2 separate regions of the Capra hircus genome follow, and region 2 is linked to region 1. The links are chromatin contacts, called in public Hi-C maps. All regions are on one chromosome and are shown on one strand. Each heading gives the region's core, a stretch centred on a gene start, on an enhancer-like site or on the middle of the called end of the contact. The rest is flanking DNA. Distances are from core to core; before and after follow the strand shown.

Evidence for each region. Hi-C and Micro-C count contacts between places; a contact is called where the count stands out from the background.
Region 2: a contact with region 1 is called in a Hi-C map of blood, with 3 times the contacts expected there. The contact joins the promoter of ZBTB10 here to the enhancer-like site in region 1. A contact is called at or near these places in 2 of 5 Hi-C or Micro-C datasets (blood and liver).

Annotation. Positions count from the first base shown.
Region 1 is chr14:38,260,426-38,266,480 of ARS1.2, forward strand. It overlaps the pseudogene LOC102183706. Among named protein-coding and RNA genes, the nearest start is that of ZBTB10, 120 kb to the right of the region's middle. Within about 2 kb of position 2,411, at least 2 of the 5 cell types and tissues checked have an H3K27ac peak or open chromatin away from gene starts, as enhancers often do.
Region 2 is chr14:38,379,773-38,385,827 of ARS1.2, forward strand. ZBTB10 (zinc finger and BTB domain-containing protein 10) reads right to left here and starts at 3,168. Exons shown (of 6, transcript XM_013969300.2): 1 at 1,581-3,168. The coding sequence starts at 2,546.

The sequences.
Region 1 (6,055 bases), core at 1,161-3,660:
TCTCTGCATATGGCTGTCAAGGTTGATTTTCTTTTACTAAAGGACTGGGATGATTTTAAAAGGAAAACAACAACAGGAAGGAAAAAAAAAATTAAAGGTTTGGAGAGCCATCTGCTCATAGACTATAATTGAAATCTAAGACCAAGACCCGAAGAATGTCAACAATTAAAAGCTCCATAGCAAGGATTAGTTGATCAAAGAAGGTAGGAAGGATTATCCAGAGCAGGTCACAGGAAATCCACAAGAGCATGGACTCTGGAAGCCAAGAGAACAAAGGCTGAAAGCACCAGCAACGAGCTCACCCACTTTAGTTAGTCTTCTGTCTACTGACCTCACCTGGTGTCATCTATGCTGGTGACTTCTTTCAGTGAAATGTGAATATTCAGAGCGATGGCTGAAATTTCACTGGAAGCTCAAGTGACTCCCCTTGGATACGTTGTCCATAGATACTCAGATTTCTCTACCAAAAAAACAAACAGAAGCTCATATAGTACAGGGAACTCTGCTCAATATTTTGTAATAAACTGAAAGGGGAGAGAACTTGAATAAATACATGTATCTGTGAAACTGAATCACTTTGCTGTACACCTAAAACTAACACTTTTTCATTGTTAATCAACTATCCTCCAACGTAAAATGAAAACTTTTTAAAATAAATAAGATGAAATGTAAGGACTTATCTGATGGTCCAGTGCTTAAGACGCTGTACTCCCAAAGCACAGGACTCTGGTTTGATCCTTGGTTTCAAACTCTTTCAGTTCACATGCCCAACTAAAGATCCTGCATGCTGCAATGAAAGATCCCACATCTGCAACTAAAACCTGGAGCAGCCAAATAAATAAATAAATATTTTTAAAAATAAATAAAGAAGGCACAAGCCCCGGCCAGCCACTGGTGACCACTGCCTGAGAAACAGTGTGATGACCACCAAGGAGATGAAGGTGGCCAAGAGCAGGGACCAGTTGGCACTGCAGCCCCTTGAGGCAGTGGACCTCAGCCCCGAGCAGGTTGAGGGTGTGCTTAAGTTCATCAAGCAAGAAGACCCTGGCATGGAGATGCCGATGATCGGGGAGTGTCTGTCCACTACAGGGGCTGGCTGCTCGGTGACAAGTTCCACTCCAGCCTGGACCACAAGGACAGGTTCTCCTTTGACCTGGGGAGAGGGAAGGTCATTAAGGCTCGGGATGTTGCTGTAGCAACCATGAAAGCAGGCAAAGTGTGCCATATCACCTGCAAGCCAGAGCATGCCTAGGGCTCAGCGGGCAGCCCCCCTCAGGGTCCCTCCCAAAGCCACACTTGTGTTTGAGGTGGAGTTGTTGGAGTTCAAGGAAGAGGACCTGACAGATGAAGATGAAGACGGGGGATCTTCAGGAGAATACGGAGGTGATGGGGAGGGCTGTGCCAAGCCCAGTGACAGCGCCACCCTGGAAGTTGCGCTGGAAGGATACTTCGAGGACCAGATCTTTGACTCACGAGAGCTCAGCTTTGAAGCTGGTGAGGGAGAGAGCGTGCATCTTGCCCTGGGGGCTGGAGAAAGCCATTCAGTGTGTGGATAAAAGAGAATATTCCATTGTGTATCTTAATACCTGCATGCTTTCAGCAATGCTGGGAAGGAGAAGTTCCAGATCCCGCCAAATGCTGAGCTGATGTATGAAATACAGCACAAGAATTTTTGAGAGGGCCAACAAGTCCTGGGCGATGAGTTCTGAGATGCTGGAGCAGAGGACTGTAGTGAAGGATCGAGGCTCTGTGTGCTTCAAGGAAGGCAAGTACAAGCAAGCTGTCCCGCAGTGCAGGAAGACTGTGGCCTGGGACTTCCCTGGTGGTTGTGGTTGAGAACCTGCCTTGCAACGCAGGGGACACTGGTTCAATCCCTGGTCCAGGAAGATCCCATATACCATGAGGCAGCTGAGCCCGTGCACCCCAACTGCCAAAGCCCGAGCACCCTAGAGCCTGTGCTCCACCACAAGGAGAGGCCACTGCAGTGAGAAGCCTGTGCCCTGCAACTAGAGAGTGGCCCCCATTCCCTGCAACTACAGAAACCTGAGCACAGCAGCGAAGACCCAGCACAGCCATAAATAAATAAATAAATAAATAAATTTTTTTTTTTAAAAAGAAGAAGATTGTGTCCTGGCTGGAAGAAAAGTGGAGCTTCTCTGATGAGGACGCACAGGAAGGTGCAGGCCCTCAGCCGGCCTCCCACCTCAACCTGGCCGTGTGTCATCTGAAGCTGCAGGCCTTCTCAGCTGCCACTGAAACAGTAAGAAGGCCCAGGAAGTGGATAGCAACAATGAGAAGGGCCTTGTCCACCAGGGAGAGGCCCACCTGCCGGCGAATGCACGGGCTGACTTGCAGAAGGGCCTGCAGCTCTACCCAGCAACAGGGCGGCCAAGGTTCAGCTGGCCATGTGCCCACAGCAGATCCACAGGCAGCTGGAGGGCAGAAGAAGCTCTATGCCAGCGTGTCTGAGAGGCTGGCTGAGGAGGAGAGCAAAAGGCCCAGGCCGCAGTGGCTGCAGGAGAACAGCCGGCTGACGTGGAGATGAGAGAGCAGAAGAATGACGGGAGGGCGGTGAGGGGGTGGGAGTGGGGCAGCCTCAGCCTCGCCCCAGCCCTGTCCCCAAGACTGCCTGTCCCCCAGACCCCCAGCCCTCACCCTACTCCACCTTGGTGTGTGTGTATGTGTGTGTGTGTGTGTTTTAGTCTCTCAGTTGTGTCTGACTCTTTTCAACCCCATGAACTGTAGCTCACCAGGCTTCTTTGTCCATGGAATTCTCCAAGCAAGATTATAGAGTGGGTAACCGTTCCCTTCTCAGGGGATCTTCCCAGCTCAGGGATCTAACTGGGGTCTCCTGCGTTGCAGGCAGATTCTTTACCATCTGAGCCACCACAAACTGAAGAATTTTGAGTGAATTAGAGCTTTAAAAAAAATTACTTAAATAAATAAAATATAGACTCCTCAAAACAAAACAGAAGCTCACACAGAGCTAGGAACTTCCGAAAAGATCTTCTCCAAATGTAGTACTCCTCAAATCCTTCCACCTATCAAGTCAGAGACCTAGAATTCCCACACTGTGTGTGCTGAGGAGCCCAGGGTTACCTCAGTGAATCAGATGAGCCCCACAGGACATTTTAAACTTTTGAGGAAAACACAAGAACACTTGTAGGATGCCACACAAATTACAGTCAGTAAATTACTTTGGATCTAACTACTTAGTAATCTAAATCCTTATACATTTTTGGTCTAAGAATAAATAACTGAGCTGACTATAACCATGAGCCCAGAAAGTTTGGGAAAATCTGAAACAGGTAAATACTTGACTCCAGCACGCTCTCTTCCTCAAATTTACCATCACTGCAGCTGTCAGCCTAAAAATAAGATCCCCCCCCCACACCCACCATCAAGAGCACAAATATTTCTTTCCTACTCCAGCTCTAAGGGAATTAATTGTTCCCATTTAGAAATTATAAACAACTATGGGTTAGGTGAAATTTGAATTTACAATAGAAACAATCTAGATAGCATACTAAACTGAAATATTTCACTTAAAGCTCAGCAAATATCTGAAGAAATCTAATTTGTATTCAGAACATTTTCAGGGTTTATATCTTTTGCTTTTAGGCCAGGAGTGTAGGATGAGTATTCTAATAACAAAAAAGAAAAGAAAGCCATTAGGTAAAAACCATAGGCCTAAATGCTAGTTTATATCAATTAAGTTTGTTCAATTCCATGGCCAAAGAACAAATTTCTAACTCTGGCTTTATATATGTGTTAGTCAAGATAATCTTGGTTAATGTTACAGTAAGTCCTAAAAAGAAAAACTCTAAAAATCAGTGGCTTAACACCACTCCCCCCCTTGCCACAAAGCTTTATTTCTCACTTACCTAGGCAATAAACAAGATACAAGATAAATAAGCAAGGAGGTAATCACAGACGGTGGCGTGAATCTTATTAATTAATTAATGAACTAATGTGGGGTTTCTTCATTAATCTATCCAACAAATTTGGGTTTGAATAGTAGATTTTGTACCAGATATAGTTCTAATGCCAGCAATATGATGATAAATAAAACAAAGCTTATACTATTCTGGGAGGAGAGACAACCCACAAATGACACACACAAAAAAATAAGCAGAGATAAGAGCTCTTAAGAACAACAAGGCAAGATATGTGGTGGCCTTGGCTAAGTGATGTTTTGGGGTTCCATGTGGATGATAATGAACCATCAGTAAAAAAGAGGTAAGTAGTGTTACGATGTATGAAGAGAGAATATAACCACTGTTCTGGGATAAATCAGAGAGGCTTTTCTACCTCTAAATTTGTGCTGCCCCAAATCATCAATCCTGGGATGATTTTGTCCAGGCCATTTCCCTGGATGAGGATACAATCCAGAGGAAGACCTAGAAAGGCCGGAACTCAGCTGGATCCCTGAGGTTCCAAGAAAATGGGAAAACCTCACTTGCTTTCACCCAAACAACAAGTATCAGAAGTACAAGATGAGGTCAGGGTCACCAGTAAGGGAAATGAATGTGGGACAATGACAGGGCTGACTGGAGATTCTGGCTCTTAGATCGTAACTACTGTCATCATCAACAACATGGTCATCCTGATAATGCAGGTATGGAATCTTAATAGAATGCCAGGAAATGTGTTATTTTCATGATCTCATTCAATATATTATATGCAAATTAATTTTACTTGTGTCATATACTTTATGGACTTCTCTGGTGGCTCAGATGATAAAGCATCGGCCTACAATGCAGGAGACCCAGGGTCAATCCCTGGGTTGGGAAGATCTGCTGGAGAAGGAAAGGCAACCCACTCCAGTATTCTTGCCTGGAAAATCCCATGAAAGGAGGAGCCAGTTAGGCTACAGTCCATGGGATCACAAAGAGTCGGACACGACTGAGCGACTTCACTTTCACTTTCTATATACTTTATATATTTTATATACTTTATATATTTTAATATCTGGACATATCTTTTACTAGAGTACTCACAAACAAGGTCATATTAGGGAGAAGAACACTTCAAGGCTCAGGCAAGTAACAATTTCCAGGTGCAAAGAAGAGTCCTTGGAGGCATGGGCAGGGAGCTTGTGTGACGGGGATGCCGAAGTTGTATTAATAACAGAGATAGAAAGTGATTTACTATTTCTGGATGGGAAAAAGTTCTGGATGGGAAAGAATTCTTCCTCTCACTTGGGAGTTTTCCACTGAACTCTAAATGAAGACTCAAGAAGCAGAATCATAAAAGAAGGCAAGTGGGGAAAGATCAAGCTGTGGCAAGTTACCCTCGCTCTTTTGTGCTCATCCTATTAGACACTTGTTCCATTCCCATCCTATCTTGGGGCACAACTCTGGGATAATGGAAACATCTGTTGTAAGCCAAAATTAAGGGTCAGGAAGAGAAAATGTTAAGAAGTATCCAGAATGACTATTTCCTAAGTCCTGAGCACTAGAATGTATGTGAAAGGAGAACCGAGAAGCTGCCTATAATCAGCAGACACAGAAAAGAAGCTTATGGCTACTGAAAGGGAAAGACAGGGAAGGGATAAATTAGGAGTTTGGGATTAACATGTACACAGCACTGTACATAGAATAGACAACAAAAAAGGACTTACTGTATAGCAAAGAGAACCATACTCAATATTTTGTAATGACCTATCAGAGAAAAGAATCTAAAAAACAATATATAGATGTATAACTGAATCACTTTGCTATCCACCTGAAACTAACACAAATTATAAATCAAGTATACTGCAATAAAAAACATTTTTTTTAATTCTGCAGCAGAAAAAAATTACCATACTAAATGGAAAAAAAAATTTTTTTTTAATAGGACTGCCCTGGTAGTCCAGTGGCTAAGACTCTTCGCTCCCAGTGCAGGGGGCTTAGGTTCAATCCCTGGTCAGGGAACTAGTTAGATCCCACATGTTGCAGCTAAGACCCAGCACAGCCAAATGGATAGATAAGTAAAGTAAAAAAAAAAAAAAACTTTAGGTCAGTTCAGAGCAGATTTTGTGAGTACTTTTTACATACCATCCACATCTAAA
Region 2 (6,055 bases), core at 1,918-4,417, 120 kb after region 1:
ACCAACTCATCACTTAGAAAAACATACTTTCATTTTCACAAGCCCTCCACTTCATCATACTACTTAACTTCAGGAATATATAACGCGTCGAAGCCTCTAGACTCCTCTTCTGTAAAATGGGAACAGAATAATTACTTGCCAAAATAAGGGACATCTGTGTTTGGTCATAAAGCTAGTAACTGCAGAAAGCTGAGATGTGAACCTAGATTTTATTCCAAAACCTTTTTTCCTTCCTCCATTGCAACATTCTTTATAAAGGCTAGTCTCATTTATAACCAAAAACTGTAAGACTTGGGACAATTTACTTAACCTTTCCGGGCCTTACATCTTTAAATGACCTTCCTTGTAGGGCTTAGGCAACTAAAAGTTGTGAAAAAAAACTGTTGCCATTACCCCCCTGAGAAAAACAACCCTATGCCTTAATGTTAAAGTCTCAACTACTGAGAAATTTCTGGGCTACAGGGTTATTAGACAGTGCCTAATTAACTCCACTAAAAGTGTTCTAAACAGCAAGATCACTCCAACACACAAAGGGACTAGTATCTGAAAGGTGACTTTCTGAAATCAATGCCTGGCTACCGATACAAAAGAATGAATTCCATCTACAACCACAGGTTGTCTTAGGAGGACTGATTAACATCTGCTTGGCTTGGAAAGAGATTATCAAAATGATAAGACTACTATCTTTAATCCAGAAATACTAAGACAAGATTTAAGAAGTACCGTTTACCTGTTTAATAACTAAGAACTTATGATTTTGGTAAATACATTCTCTACCAGTTCGAATCAACTAGTTGGTAGAAGTAACTTTACAGTCAACATTTCAAATATCCTAAGTTTAAAGTAAACTACATTTAAATGAAAACTTTTTGGAAAAGGGGATTACAGAAAATCTCAGCATAGAAATCTGGAGAAGGAAGCAAGTAAAAACTACCACAATTTACCAAAAGCATACCTTTGGAAAGAGAAGTTCAACAAAAAGTTTAAGGAGATGAATTTAGTATAATCATTCACTAAGTCTTATACAAATAGCTTCCTCTATATTTACATACTACTCTCATATTTCACATTATCCCGACATGATAAAAAGAATTTTCTCGGTTGCATGTTCTCCTAAAAGGGGTAGCGTCAAAGGTTAAGGAAAGAGTTTAATTCATTCTTCAAAGAGTTACCAGATTTGACTTCCAACAGCACGCTAAAAGACTACCAACATTAAAGCAGCTTTTCTAAAATCACAGCTAATAACATTCTAACCACAAAGCCAACCTTACAGGGTTAAAACCTTCAACCTCGCTTATTAAACTTTCCTTCTGATTCAATCTGACGGGCAAAGAAATCTGAGTCATGAAAAAAATTAAATCAAATTCAGTGCTATGATTAGAAAATTGTCATTCCTCCCCCTCCCCCCAACTCCCCCGGTTAACTTTTGAAAACTTATTCCCAGGCTTTCGAACCCCCCACGCCTAAATTCCCTACACCTCTCTCCTAACAGGAAAGATGTCTTCACCCAGTAGAGTGAGTTTTAGCTGATAAACCTTTCCCCCAAAGATCTGAAAAAGCAGGAGCAACATATATCGTACCTGGGCGTTGGCTTCGTGGAGTTTGTGCTCGGTAGAGACGTGGTGCCTCAGAAGGAGGGTTTTCTTGTAGTTGCGGGTCCCTCGCGAAAGCTCGTCGTGCCCCACTGGGGGCAGATCCCCGCTTCCTCCGTCCTCGGGGGGCTTTTGGCACCAGCCGCAAGACATAAGGCCAGTATCCTTGGAATAGCGCAGCCAGGGAAAATCTTTGAGCCAGGAGGTCTGGAAAGAGCAGTGGAGCTTCTGCATTAGGGACTTGGGCCGCGCGAGCGGGAAGTGCTGGACAGTCTCTCCTTCTCCAGCTCCCACACCGCTGCCCTCCGCTTCGTCCCCGCCATCGCCGCCCGACCGCCTGCTGCTGCTGCAGCTGCCTCCTTCCGCCCCGCTGCCGTCGCCCAGGCTCGCCCCCTCCTCTTCGTCCTCGGTGCTGTCGCTCAGGGACGCGCCGTCCGGCATCAACTCCTTCCCCTCCAGCGCGTCCAGCTCCAGCTCCACGGCCGCCGGCCCTCGCCCATTGAAATGCCTCAGGGGCCACGCCGAGGTCTCGGGGCGGCCGCGGCTACTGCCATTGTTGCCGAGCCCCCCGCCGCCGCCGCCTCGAAAGGCCAGAGTCCGACGGTTCCTTTCCGCTAGCAGGGGGCCCCCGGCGCCACCGCCGCCCAGCGAGGTGGGGCCGCCCGCGTCTTGGGGGAGCAGCAACTCCTTGGTTTCCTCGGCGGCGGCGGCAGCCCCGGCGGAGGCCTCCAGGTCTTGGGGCTCCAGGCCCTCCAATTCCACTTCCTCGTCGGCCCCCCGCCCATTGAGCGGCTGCGGCGCTGGCGGCGGGGGCTGTCTTGGCTGGGGCTGCTGGGGCCAAGCCGAGGCCTCCCCGCCAACGTTATTGTTCGCGGAGCCGCCGCCGCCGCTGGCGGTGACCAACCCGCCTCCTCGGAACGCCAGCGTCCTGCGGTTCATTTCACTGAACGACATGGCGCGCGCCGCCGCCGCCGCCCGGTGCCCCGGCTCGCGCCCGGCCTCGGGCCGCGTCCCGCGCGCTCCCCGCCGCTCCCCCTCCGCTTCGCTCCCGCCCCCACCGCGGGCGTTCCGGTCTCGCGGGGCTCGGCCTCGTCCTCCCGCCCGGCTCGCGCTCGCTCCCCGGGGCTGCCTCACGCGTCCGCCGCCGCCGCCGCCCGCCGGGCCGCCGCCTCCTCGTCCTCCACCCCCGCCCCGCGGCGCTCCGGGCAGCGTCCCGCGCGGAGAAGGGGGGGGGCGGGCGGCGGAGAGGTGAGCAGCGAGCCGGCGCGCGTGGGGCCTTCGAAGTTGAGAGGCGGAGTGCGGGGAGACCCTCCGCTGCCCCCTCTTTAAAGCCGCGCGCACACACCGACCCTCCAAACAAGATATCCTTCCTCCGGCGCGCCGAGGAGTCCCGACGCGGCTGCCGGCTTCCGAAGCGCTGAGGGCGAGAGGCACGTTAAACTGCCGGACTCCGCCACATAACGAACCGACAATAAAGCCGGCGGAGCGTTTCCGTCCGACCAGGCCCTGGCGGAGGTCGAATGGCAAATGAACAACGGACCGTGCGCCCACAATGCACCGGGGTAGCAGTAACCGCTGGAGGGGGAAAGGGTGGGGGCCGGGCGGGGGGAGGGGGCTGGGCTTGGGGCTGGGCTGGGGTGGGGTGGGGGCGCCTGGGGACCGGGAAAGGGGCCGGGCCGCGCCTCCGGCCTGGGGGCGGGGGTGCGGCCGCGGGGGAAGGAAGTCGGCCGAGGGGCGGGGGACAAAAGGCCGGGCGGCGGGCTGGGGGGTCTCGGGGAGGGGGCGGGCGTGTGCAGCCGGGGCCGGGCTCCGCGGAGGACAAACAGCTGGCGAGTGTCAGGTCTGGCCGCCTCCCCGCTGCCCGCACGCACCTACCCGCGCCCGGGACGCACATTTTCCTTCCCTCGCCACGAGTTCACCTGGGACTTTGAGAAATAACTGTACGGTGGGAGCTGCTCTCCAGCCTTGTCATTTGCTGAGGTGGGGTGGGTGGGGGCGGGGGGTAACGGTGCCCGAGGAAGTGAACTTATTTTTGTTCCTTCACAAAGACTGGACCAGGCTGTACCTTTCGGGCGAGGAGGTTACAACCGGGGGCACCTCCTCGTCTGCTGCATTGTGTATTCGATGCAGCAGCTCTGGGCGATAATCATTTCACAGAAAATGCACCGCCCCGAGTGTCTTATTGCTGTGATGAAATGGAAATTTAAATAAAAGGTCGAACACGTGCGTTCAGTGGGAAGTATTGACATGGGTGTTACATCACCAGCAGCCAATCAGATAGCTCCAGTCGTGTTTATACTTCTACAACCACCTTGTGAGTATTACAGTATGTCATAACGTTATAAATATTAGGCAGGGTTTTCCCCAAGAGTGGGGAGGAGTCGGCTCACACAGACGCTGCGTGCGACTCCGAAGAGCGTGTGTGTTAAGACAAGGATTGATTTTTAAGACTTTGGGTTGTTTTTTTTTTTTTTAACTGTTGACACTGCACATGGAATTTAGAGTGATTAGAAGAACAGATGGAGCTGGAAATGAAACTCTTACAATAATAGTCGTAGTCAACTTGTTCAGAAAAAGATTTTCCAATTTGGAGCCCTTATACTCGTATTTTAAAGTATTTTTTAATGTGCTAAATTTAGCAAATTCTAAAGTTTTGAGATTCATTTTACTCTTTGAAACCTGAAGTAAACTTTTAAAAATAAGTTAAAAGTAATGTGAAACAAATCTTAAATCATTTTTATTCAAACATTTCAGATTAAAGAAAGATATTCTCAAACTATGGAGGAGCTTTTTACTGTTTTTGTTAAGAGGACTAAATAAAACAGTATTAAAAGGTTAATCACAAACATTCAAAATACGTTCAAGATAATTATTGAGGGGAAAAAAAGGACATGTTACTTTTTACATTAATTATGTCAGGATGTGCATGGGGAAAAATGGGAAAAACACACAACTCTACGGTTATAGATTATCATGTGTTAGAGGCTTTAATCTTTTACGTTATATATTAATGGAATGTTATATGATTTAATAAAGAGTATGTGTTACATGTGTTACAATATTTAGGCTCTCTAATGATTCTGTTCTCTTCAGTAATTTCTATTTTTAAAATAAACAGTATTTAAAACTTTGAATATGGTATTTTTTCAAGATTAAAAAAACAGATTATCCCAGACATATTATAAAATACTATTTGCCTTAAGATTTTTGAATGGACTAAACCCATGCACAGCCATACCCATATATTGTGTAGATTGTATATTGTATAGATTTATTCATATCAACTTTTACTTAATTCACTGTAATTTTAGTATCTGTAATAAATGAACTGTGTTGTATGTCAAACAAAAAATGTTAGTTCTACCTTATAGATGAAATGTAATTTTAATGTAAAGAATGATAGTACTAACCTGCCACAAAGAGATTTTGGCTTTTAATTATTTAGTTAGTAATGATCAGATTGCTACATATCCATGTTGTCACCTGGCCACCAATGATAAACAGCCTGAAACTGCAATATAAGTCCTAGGTTGGTACAGTTTGTGGATTAAAAAAAAAAATTGTCCTGCTTTGTTTTAGTTGTTGGAAAACTTAAGACAGTGGAATCTCTGATGACCTAATTTGTATGTTGGAGAATTGAGAGGGTTCTGCCCAGTTGGCTATATGTATTATGTACTATATGGAAGAATGTTATAATAATGCTGTGCTTTGTCCTTAATGCATTTTTTAAAAATTCCAGGCACTTTGCAAATAAATACAGTATTTATTCAGTTTTAACTCTCACTCCCTTCTCCAGAAAAAGAGGGAAGAGTTACTGAAGTTAATTGCTTATCCAGGGTTAAGGTGATGGGAAATAAGTGTTCTTAAGAATTTATTTTTTCGGCTTTAAAGATTTTTTTCCATTCCCAAACTGTTAAACTCATATCTTTGTTGTTGTTTTTTCATCTTATTTGCCTAGTACATAACAGGCAATATATATTTGTGCTAGTATGCTAGTTTTTTTTTTTTTTGGCTGATTCTGGTAGCCAAAAATTAAGTTTTTAGTTGTGTCCAAAGTTTATTTTTCTCAGACATGTAGCTTACCTTCTATTTTGGAAAATTCACGTCATCTTCTGTGTGGAGATTTGGTTAAGCGTGCACTGATTAGGGATGAACAACACTTGATTCAAATAAATGACTTAAATACTAGGGCCACTGACCTCCTCACAGCCAAACAGTGTGAGTGTATGAGTGTGTGTATATTTTTATCGTTATATATGTATAAATATATATTCAGTTGTCGTCTTCTTAACCCTGAAGGAAGATCAGATCAGAAAGAAAGTTCAAGAGGATAGTAATCCACAGATGTTTCAGAATACCCTGAGCAAGGGAACTTTAAGTAACAGAAGGGGATCTCCTGTTCTGTAAACGGAGTTTTTAAGAATTCCCCCACCCCTTCCAGTCTCCTACTGGCAGGCAGGGAT